3 separate regions of the Mus musculus genome follow, and regions 1 and 2 are each linked to region 3. Evidence: chromatin contacts called from public Hi-C and promoter capture Hi-C data. All regions are on one chromosome and are shown on one strand. Each heading gives the region's core, a stretch centred on a gene start, on an enhancer-like site or on the middle of the called end of the contact. The rest is flanking DNA. Distances are from core to core; before and after follow the strand shown. Region 1 overlaps Gm20498 (predicted gene 20498). Region 2 holds the start of Cox16 (cytochrome c oxidase assembly protein 16). Region 3 holds the start of Map3k9 (mitogen-activated protein kinase kinase kinase 9).

Region 1 (2,949 bases), core at 60-2,559, 370 kb after region 3:
GCATCTAACTTTGGTAACACTGGGGCTACATGCTGAAGAATTTCTGCTTACTATGGGCCATCTCTAGAAACTGGATTGCTCTCAGCCTCACAGTCACCATGGTTCAAGCCCTGTGAGCAACCTAATCCACCCAGGATCAGTTTGATACTTGAAAGCAAGAACTCGAATGGGTGTAAACATCTATACAACATTCACTGTACAATGAGATCCAAAGGTGCTAAATGTCCACAGTGCAGTTTGTCCTTCCCAGGTGGCGTTGAATTATTCTAGTACCTTGAGAGATGACTACAAGACTTCCATTATCAACAGGAATAGATGAGGTAATTTAAAGAAATCTCTGGAAAAAATAGAGAAGCCCATGCCAAGTTCATCTTAAAGACTTATATGGAGGCATGAAGCTGCAATGAGATAAAGGCATTATCTACTTGGGAACAGAGTAAAATCAGACATCAGGGGAGTTAAGTGCAGAATGTAGTGTACTTATCCCTGGAAGAGTTCCCAGCTTTGAGAGCTGTGTGTGAGTTGCTGAATATGGAGAAGCCATAAGAGCAATGTTATACATGAGTAGAAAAAGATTGAAAGCCCAGGCTATCAAAAGGATACCCTTAGCTTTTATTTGGTAGTCCAGAGACTAGCTCACTTATTCAAGTACACTCACATGCTTCATAATGACCTTTCGGCCAGAGGTATGCTACAGGTATGATTGCTGTGCTGTACACCTAAAAAATTCTTTGCACTTGATGAAATCATGGTTGCTGTAATATACCGTAATGCACAACTTATATGCTTGTGGTATGCTGGTATGAGAAAACCTGCTCTGCCAATCATATAAAAGTACAGCTATATAATTACACATTATTGTACATTGCTGTGACCTTCCTGGCTGGGGTCTGGAGCTCTGACTGGGTAGTAAGGTAATGGAGAAAAAGATAAGCTGGGTCAGGTGGTCTGTGCTATCCTGAGGCCACACATCCCACTGTGAACAACCTGGAATCTCAGCATGCATCAGTACCTTTTTATTATGTAGAGCATGGATTTGGGGTGGAGATGGGGGCAGAAGTTACTTGTCTTGGTAGGAGGTCTCTGTAGGCGAGCAGTCTCGGGCCTTAAATGTTCAGCAGAAAGAAGCTGCAGTTGCTAGTATTAGCACCAGTCTGATCAATTCTTTGTAAGCACTAGAACTTGGGTCAGTATAAACCAGGTTTGGGGGCATGCATTTGCTTCGGCACTGCATGGCTGAGGAGGTATGATAGTAAGAAGTTTGAGAGCAGCCTGGGCTATGTGATGAGTTTAGGCCTAGTCTGGGGTACATAGTCTAAGGTCCAAGCATCTGCTCTCCCGATGACTGCCACTCAGGGTTACTCATCTGTGAGTCATTTTGTACTGAAGCTGTTGAACGAGGTGAGTTTCTTAGGCTCTGGAGGAGCAGCACTGCAATACTTTCCAAATTATCTTCCCCTGGATGTGTGTACACTTAAGAGTGGTAGAGTTTACTGGCTACTGGCATGCTCAAGGGTGGATTCACATTGTTTGTGGCAAAGTTCTGTTGCTATTTAGGCATTCCTGTTAACCCCAAGAAGGTGCGTCTCGCTGCCTTATTTTTTTGTGGATCCAGATTTCTTGCTTTGTAGCTTGGCTACTCAAACCATTACTTGAGTCTGAATGTATTTTTTGTTGTTTTTTCTTTCCACTTCTTTTTTGTATTATTATTTTTATTATTATATTTAACACAATACATATTTTCTACCAGTCATAAAAATGATGGGCACGTTATTAAATGAACATAAAAAGATAAAGTTTTTTTGTTTCTTTGTTTGTTTTGTTTTTAGTAAACATTAAAATCTTGGCTTTTACTGTGGTACAACCCCAAAATAAGAACAAGTTTTAGACATTGGAGTTCATTGTAATAAGGCTGTACTTCAATGTACCTCACACCAACAAAGGATTTTACCTCCTTAGTAACTAAGATTTGACTGCTACTGCACCAAGGAATGAATTGTAGGCACAATTATTCGAATACAGATTTCCTGCTATGGTCAAAGCTATTTGACTTGAGTGATTGTCATCATTCTCAGCCCACAGGGAACAGGTTACATTCATATAAGAAATGGTGTGTGTATTAAGATGGTCTATCCATGAAGTCATTCATCAAGTGTTTCAATGAACAATGGTTCTGCTTGGAGGGAGGCACAGACATTAGGTGAGGGTAAGATTCTAGTTCATTGGCTGTGATGATTTTGAAAAGTAGTCATCTCTGGAAAAGAGTAACTTACAAGGTCATCTTCTTCAAAGTTGATAGAATAATTTAAATATCAAGCAAAACATTCTGTCTCACTCTGTTGTTCTCTTACAAACCACCTCCCTAACTAATTGTCTATGTTTCTTTTGGCTATATAGATACTTTTGAAATATGTAAGCTGTTCTGAAAACCATATTATAATGTAAAAGCATCAAATAAACAATCCCACTACTAGAGAGGGAGAGATAGGGGAAGCATGATTTCAAGACCATCATGTGATACACAGTAAGGTACTATCATGTACAAACAAGCAGAAAGTGTATATGGACTGTACAATATTGGACCTATTTCTCAAATTACCAAATTAAAGAGACCACTGGGTGACAGCCAACAAATTTCTAATTCCTCATATTTTTGAATTTCAATCCATTAGGATATGTTGGTAATATTAATTTTCATATTGAGAGATATTAAGGAAAAGTGATTGTTACTTTCTGTTATTTTTTGTTGTTATTATTGTTTGTTTGTTGTTATATTTGTGTGGCTATCTTCTTTTGGGTTTGTTGAAAGAATACTTTCTTGCTTTTTCTAGGGTGTCTCTGCTTGTTGGTAATTTCCATCTAATATCTTTCATAGGGCTGGATTTGTGGAAAGATATTGTGTAAAGTTGATGTTTCATGGAATATCTTGTTTTCTCTGTCTATGGTAAT
Region 2 (3,267 bases), core at 371-2,870, 300 kb after region 3:
CTGGAAAAGACAAGGCAGGTGTTTTGTTCATCCAAACTATCATACTTTCTAGTTTGTGTCCCTATTAGATGACCTGTTTCTTCTTTTTTGTTTCTGTGTTTCTTGACTCATCCAGAGGCACACAAACAATGAAAAACAAGTGTTCATTCATTAAGTATAGGACTTCATGAAATTCGCAGGCAAAAAAAAAAAAAAAAAAAAAAACCTAGACTATATCATCTTGAGTGAGGTAATCCAGTCACAAAAGAACACACATGGTATACACTCACTGATAAGTGGATATTAGGAAAAAAAGCTTGGAATATTCATGATACAACTTATACAGACCATATGAAGCTCAAGAAGAAGGAAGACCAAAGTGTGATGCTTCAGTCCTACTTAGAAGAGGGAACAAAATAATCATGGGAGATAGAGGGTGGGAAGGTTGGGAGGAATAAAGGAAGGGGAGAAGAAAAAAAGGGGGGGCAGGGTCAGGTGGGAAGAAACAGGGGAGATGTACAGAGCCAGGATCAGGGAACTGAACAGAAAGGTGTGTTGCAATGGGAGATGAACAGGAGGTAGCCAACAGAAGGTCCCAGACACCAGGAAAGCAAGAGGTTCCCAGGACCCAATGGGGATGACATTAGCTGAAATACCCAACAAAGGGGAGGGAGAACCTGTAGAGACCATATCCAGAGGTTAGACATGACCCCCAGTTGAGGGATGGGGCCACCCACTTTTCTCAAAAATTTTAATCCAAAATTGCTCTTGTCTAAAGAAAATATAGGGACAAAGAGTGGAGTAGAGACTGAAGGAAAGGCCATCAGAGACTGCCCTACCTGGGGATCCATCCCATATGCAGCTACCAAACCTATTGTTGATCAATACCCATACAGCCATCACTATTGCCGATGCCAAGAAGTGCTTGTTGCAAGGAGCTTGATATAGCTGTCTCCTGAGAGGCTGTCAGAGCCTTACCTATACAGATGTGGATGCTCACATCCAACCATCGGACTGAGAACAGGGACCCCAATAGAGGAGTTGGGGAAGGACTTGAAGGAACTGAAGGGATTTGCAACCCCATAGGTAGAACAACCAATCAGATTCCCCAGAGCTCCCAGGGACTAAACCACCAACCAAAGAGTATGCGTGGAGGGACCTATGGCTCCAGGTGCATTTGTAGCAGAGGATGGCTTTATCTGGTATCCATTGGAGGAGAGGCCCTTGGTCCTCTGAAGGCCTGATGCTCCAGTGTAGGAGAATGCTAGGGCAGTGAGGTGGGAGTCGGTGGGGGAGCACCCTCAAAGAAGCAGAGAGTAAGGAGTAGGATAGAGGGTTTGCGGAGCAGAAACCGGGACGGGGGATAGCATTTGAATTGTAAATAAATAAAATAATAAAAAATTTTAAAAAGTTCAGTTACAACTGATGAGCCACGACTTAAAATGTGTTCATTAACCTGGTGCTACTTGTGCATTAGCTTAAAAACCAACCCCGCCCTTTATCTGAGTTTCTTGAGTCGCAGAAGTCAAGATCCAGAATATGCGAATTACAGATTTTCCAAATCGAAAAACCCAATTGCACCCGGCGTATCCTGAGGTCACGGAACCAGAGCTCAGAAGCCTCGACTTCCGGGGGAGGGAGGAAGCAGAAGTGCGTTAAGGCCAATCGTTTCCGTTTGCCTCGGGGAGGCTTATCAGGCGTGGACCTGGCACCCAAAGCCTGCGCTGAGTCTACAACTTCGCCTGAGACGTGTTGCGGGCCGCGCTGGGCTCGCTCTGGAAGCGGCTGACTAAGCAGGCCGCACCTTCTGCCATGATTGCGCCCGCTGTGTTGCGAGCTCTGCGTAAGAACAAGACTCTACGCTATGGAGTTCCCATGTTGGTGAGCGGCTGTGACGGGAGCAGGGGCTGCGAGTCCGGAAGGGGCGGGCCCTCTTTGGCTGAGTGGCGTATTGGTGCTGTCTTTCGGATACTGCTGACTAGGGGGTCTGTGGGAGCCACCGGAGCTTTGAGGTTTTTGTTTTTGTTTTTAAGTTCACGCTCAAAAGTGTACCTCGGGTCCCGCCATCCCCCACCCCCCGTTTCCTTTCCCTTCGTGAACGCGCGTGTTACTATCCCCGTTTTACAGTACCTTTCCTGGGTTAAATGTTGAGATTTTGCAAGAAGACTAATCAAATGTCTTCTTTAATAATTACATTCATTTGTAGTAATTATGTTCATAATTTGTTGTTTGATCATTGTTAAGTTAATTTGCTTTAGCATATTACGATATAAAAGAAAATAAACAAAAACTTTTAAAAATACAAGACATTTTTCTTGGTGTGGTTCTTGGCACGTGTGAAGTGCCTTTTGTATTTAAGCACTGCTAAAAGAAAGGTTGATTTTAGAAACGTAATATGTTTTTTTAAGTCGTCTTTGATGTGTCTGGATCTTGTTTTGATAATTAGGGAACTCTGCAATCTGCTTTAAGAGTTTTGGGGTAAGCGTTCGTTTTTATAAAATGACAGCAATTTACAAGGCATATATAAATTTTTTTATTTCTGCAAGTTCCTCTGCCGTTCAAAATCACGGATGTTGCTACTGACTTACCATTTATCACTATGGGAGTCAATTTGATTTTCTTTCAAAATTATAAAAGTCAAGATGTTATGGAAAGAAAAAAAAAATCTCAGGGCTAGGCTTTCTATGTAGACTTAGCACCCTGCCCTATTTTCGGGGCTACCCAGCAGGAAAGAGGCTCCTTTACAAATGGAAATTCCTTTCTTGGTCAGTTTTTAAATGGTCCTATCAGTCTTATGAAGGCACACTCTGGAACTCTGTCTAGAAAAAACTCTTAAGCCTAATTTATTTTACAGATGCCCTTCCAGAAGTTAAGCAAAGAGCACTTTCTATGCCCAATTTGAGAAATCCTCCTCTGAGTTCTGGGTTTCTCCTCTTCTGTTTTATAACGCGCGCGCGCGCACACACACACACACACACGCGCGCGCGCGCGCGCGCGTGCACACACACACACAGCTAGCTAGTCGTTCATTTCTGTTTGCTTTATGCACATACATGTGTGCAAAATAGCATTCTTTTTTATTTAAAATTACTATATAGATTTAATAGATAAGCACTGTGTTTACACCCTTTTCATCCCTACCTCTCCCCCGCCAACTTCTCCTGTGATTCCTTTCTCCCTTTCAGTTTTATGACTTTTAAAAATTAAAATTGTTACATGTTAATTATATATATGTGTGTATATATATAAAATTATATATTATATGTATGTATAAAAGCAGCCATTTTG
Region 3 (3,208 bases), core at 209-2,708:
CCTTTCTCACACACATGAAAATTTTATTAAATAAAATATTTGTTTAAACACTATTTTCCCTTTCCCATCCTCTTGTAGGCAGAGTGGCTTCTATCAAGAGAATCTATCCAGACTCACGCATGTATTTCCCAGTTTACTGACCCTCCCAGGAATTGAACATGTTAGACCCTCCTATAAACTTGACTGCGTTAGGGGATTTACTTCCGGATCTCCGTCCCCAGGACTGTCTGGATGCTCCTTGAACAGTACCATCTCATCCCTTTCCCAAGACCTTAAATGTGCACAGTGTCTCCCTTTACAATGTAGTCACAGCCCCTTGCAAATCACTGGATGTCCAAAACTAAAACACAGGAGGCTTTTCCCTCCACGGTCTTCACTTCAAGGATAAACAGATGGCACCTGCCCAAGGTCATGTAGCTGCCTCGCTATTTTTTCAAATTGCTCCAGTTTGCCTAATATTAAACTTCAAATTAAAATGAAACAAAAATGGTCTGGTGGGGCACATTGGCACACGCCTGTAATCCCAAGACTTGGGCAGTTGAGGCAGCGAGATAATGAGAGGCCAGTATGGCCTACCCAGTAAGATCTTGCTTCAAAACCACAAATGAGCAAATAAACAATGAAGTACTGACTCTTGTTACACAAATCACATCAATGCCTGTCTTGGAAATACAGTTTGGTAGTTACCATGGCTGAAATATGGAAGCCATTGCTATGACAGGCTTAAAAACATGTAAAAGAGGTTAAGGTCCTTGGGGGTGGTGGCGGCAGGTAACAAAAAGACATAGCATAGGTCAGCCCTTGCCCAAGAATGGCAGGCAGCACCCGCCTTTACTCCTTTAGTCTTTGGAAACTGGGTATCCAGTCACCAGGGTCCTAGATATAGCCAGTTTCACAAGGCAAGCGCAAACTAGCTGGTTCCGCATGACTTCCCGAGCCTGCGGAAGCCCCACTAGGAGACCTCCCCTTTCGGAATTCTAATAACAATGGCCAGGAACTTCTTCTTACAAAGATGAACACAGTCTTCATTAAGGCCAGCAGAGCAATCGAAAGAGTTCTTCCATCGCTAGCCATAAGGTTCCGGGGTGTGAGTGTGTGCGTAGCGGCGACAGTGGACGTAAGCTGGTCCCCGTGGCCAAATAGGGGAACAGCAGATCCATCTGAACCGGGAATTGGCGCAGCCCGTAGGACCAAACGGCGCGGACAAAAGACAGAGGGCTCCGCAGCCCGCTCGGACTGTCCGAACGCACGCTGGGTCTCACCTTCGGGAGCCACCCAATGAGGTCTCAGCCACCCTCAGGAGACGGACAGCCGCGGCGGGCCAATGGGAGGATGGGTTGGCTGTGGAGGCGGGCCCATCCTGGAGGCCCCGCCCCCGGGTCCGCAGGGCTGGGGCGGAGCCAGGCTCGCGTCAGGTGGTCCCGGGCGTGCGGGAGGCGGGGCGCACGGGGCGGGGAGGGGAGGGAGCGGCCAGCGGGCGGCGGGCACGGGCGGCACGAGCAGGTGGGAGCCGCCGAGGGGCGAGGCCGCCCGCGGGGGCGCCAGGCGGCCGGGACTGCGCCGCGCCCCTGTCCGCGGTGCGCGCTCGCGGTGCGCACCGGGCGTCCTCGACTCTCGCGCGCCCAGCCTGCTCGGGCCCTACCTGCGGCGGCCGTCGGGGGCGCGGAGCCCCCAGCGCTGCCGAGCCGCATGAACAATAGGCGGCGGCGGCTCCCGCGGGCGGCCGCCCCGCACCCTATGGACCAGCCGCTCCATGGAGTCCTCCAGATCGCTTCTCGGCTGCCTGGCGAGTGCCACTGCCGCCCCGCCGGGGGACGATGCCACGGGCGCTGGGGCCGAAGAGGAGGAGGACGAGGAGGAGGCGGCGGCCGAGCTGGGATCTCACGCCGCGCTGCCCTACTGGACGGCTGTGTTCGAGTACGAGGCGGCGGGCGAGGACGAGCTGACCCTGCGGCTGGGCGATGTGGTAGAGGTGCTGTCCAAGGACTCGCAGGTGTCCGGCGATGAGGGCTGGTGGACCGGACAGCTGAACCAGCGGGTGGGCATCTTCCCCAGCAACTACGTGACCCCGCGTAGCGCCTTCTCCAGCCGCTGCCAGCCGGGCGCCGAGGACCCCAGCTGCTACCCGCCCATTCAGCGTAAGAAGGCGGGCACCGGTGCCCGGTGGGGACGGGGGGCTGAGGCCTAAGGATGGGCGAAGAGCAGTCCCGAGTGGGGAGCGACTGGCCCGGGCATGGGTGGGCACTTTGGCTGCAGGGGCTTTAGCTGGTGCTACCCAGAAGCTCCAGAGTCGCAGGCCCTGCCTGGAACACCGGGCTTCTTCACCGTCATCTGACTCGCTCAAGTAGCAACTCTTGAAACCCTAGCAGGAGTCTCCTTACGTCCCAACCCCTTACCCCCCCCCGCCCCCCCCGCCCCTTGTGCCCCTCCAGATCTGGAAGGGTTTTGGAGAGCAGGTGGTTACTGTCACCAGTAACCTTAGTTCCCTAATCAAGGACCCGGCGGACCTTTTCTGTTTCTTGTCTCCGCCTCTTAAAGGTATTTGTCTAGAGAGGAGTGGAGGTGCCTCCCGCCTGCCTGGGCAGGTTCACAAGTCCCGGAAGCGTGTGTGAACTCAGGAGTCAGGTGCCTTTGAAATCTCGTGTTGGTTTCTTGGGTTCTCGTACTGTATTTCAAAGTTGTACCCTGAGGAATCTTGCCGAATATTATGTTAGGAAAGGTGTGTACAAGGGGAGGGGGCAAAGTTATGAGTGGAGAAATAATTAGAGGGAGAAAGTATGTCTGTCCCTCGTGGGAGTTCAGGATCAGCAGGTACAGTGGCTAAGTCCTTGTCCCATACAGCCATACTGTTCACACAACACATTTTTTTTTTCCACCCTAGATCCTTGCCTATATTTGGCATTGGCCAAATCTCAGGGGCCAGGACCAGGGTTCCCTCCCAGGGCCTTTCTCCCTGTGTCCTGGTTTTCACCAATTTCCCAGGAACCGTTCCATGTTCCTAGCAAAACCCACCCACTCTCTCTCTCTCTCTCTCTCTCTCTCTCTCTCTTTCTTTCTTTCTTCCTTTCTTTCTCTTTCTTTCTTTCGAGTTAAATTGCCATTGTAATTTCTTAATCACTTGTATATTCTTGATTGGTTTAGAAGATGGCAGTCTCTCTAAGTGCAGTTTATAGCGTTTAAGAATTTCCATAATTCCAGTTAGAAGGCA

The links. Promoter capture Hi-C pulls out the DNA fragments that hold promoters and counts their contacts. Hi-C and Micro-C count contacts between places; a contact is called where the count stands out from the background.
Region 1: a Hi-C map of adipose-derived mesenchymal stem cells shows a contact between it and region 3, with 5 times the contacts expected there. The contact joins the enhancer-like site here to the promoter of Map3k9 in region 3. A contact is called at or near these places in 1 of 15 datasets of contacts at CTCF or cohesin (embryonic stem cells), 4 of 484 Hi-C or Micro-C datasets (B cells, the N1E-115 cell line, adipose-derived mesenchymal stem cells and 1 more) and 1 of 115 datasets of contacts at active chromatin or transcription factors (astrocytes).
Region 2: a contact with region 3 is called in a promoter capture Hi-C map of neural stem cells. The contact joins the promoter of Cox16 here to the promoter of Map3k9 in region 3. A contact is called at or near these places in 11 of 39 promoter capture datasets (the 3T3-L1 cell line, cranial neural crest, embryonic stem cells and 7 more), 13 of 484 Hi-C or Micro-C datasets (CD4 T cells, CD8 T cells, the HL-1 cell line and 6 more) and 5 of 115 datasets of contacts at active chromatin or transcription factors (embryonic stem cells, epiblast stem cells and extraembryonic endoderm stem cells).

What each region holds. Positions count from the first base shown.
Region 1 is chr12:81,407,586-81,410,534 of GRCm38.p6, reverse strand. The region is part of intron 5 of Gm20498 (predicted gene 20498); the gene reads left to right. All of the region lies in intron 3 of Cox16 (cytochrome c oxidase assembly protein 16), which reads left to right. Among named protein-coding and RNA genes, the nearest start is that of Adam4, 13 kb to the left of the region's middle. Within about 2 kb of position 1,309, at least 9 of the 459 cell types and tissues checked have an H3K27ac peak or open chromatin away from gene starts, as enhancers often do. A contact at or near this core is called in adipose-derived mesenchymal stem cells, where this site is marked.
Region 2 is chr12:81,483,490-81,486,756 of GRCm38.p6, reverse strand. Cox16 (cytochrome c oxidase assembly protein 16) reads left to right here and starts at 1,620. Exons shown (of 4, transcript NM_001309809.2): 1 at 1,620-1,860. The coding sequence starts at 1,792. All of the region lies in intron 3 of Gm20498 (predicted gene 20498), which reads left to right.
Region 3 is chr12:81,779,420-81,782,627 of GRCm38.p6, reverse strand. Map3k9 (mitogen-activated protein kinase kinase kinase 9) reads left to right here and starts at 1,458. Exons shown (of 11, transcript NM_001174107.1): 1 at 1,458-2,138. The coding sequence starts at 1,754. Gm46366 (a long non-coding RNA gene) reads left to right here. Exons shown (of 3, transcript XR_001780649.2): 3 at 79-608.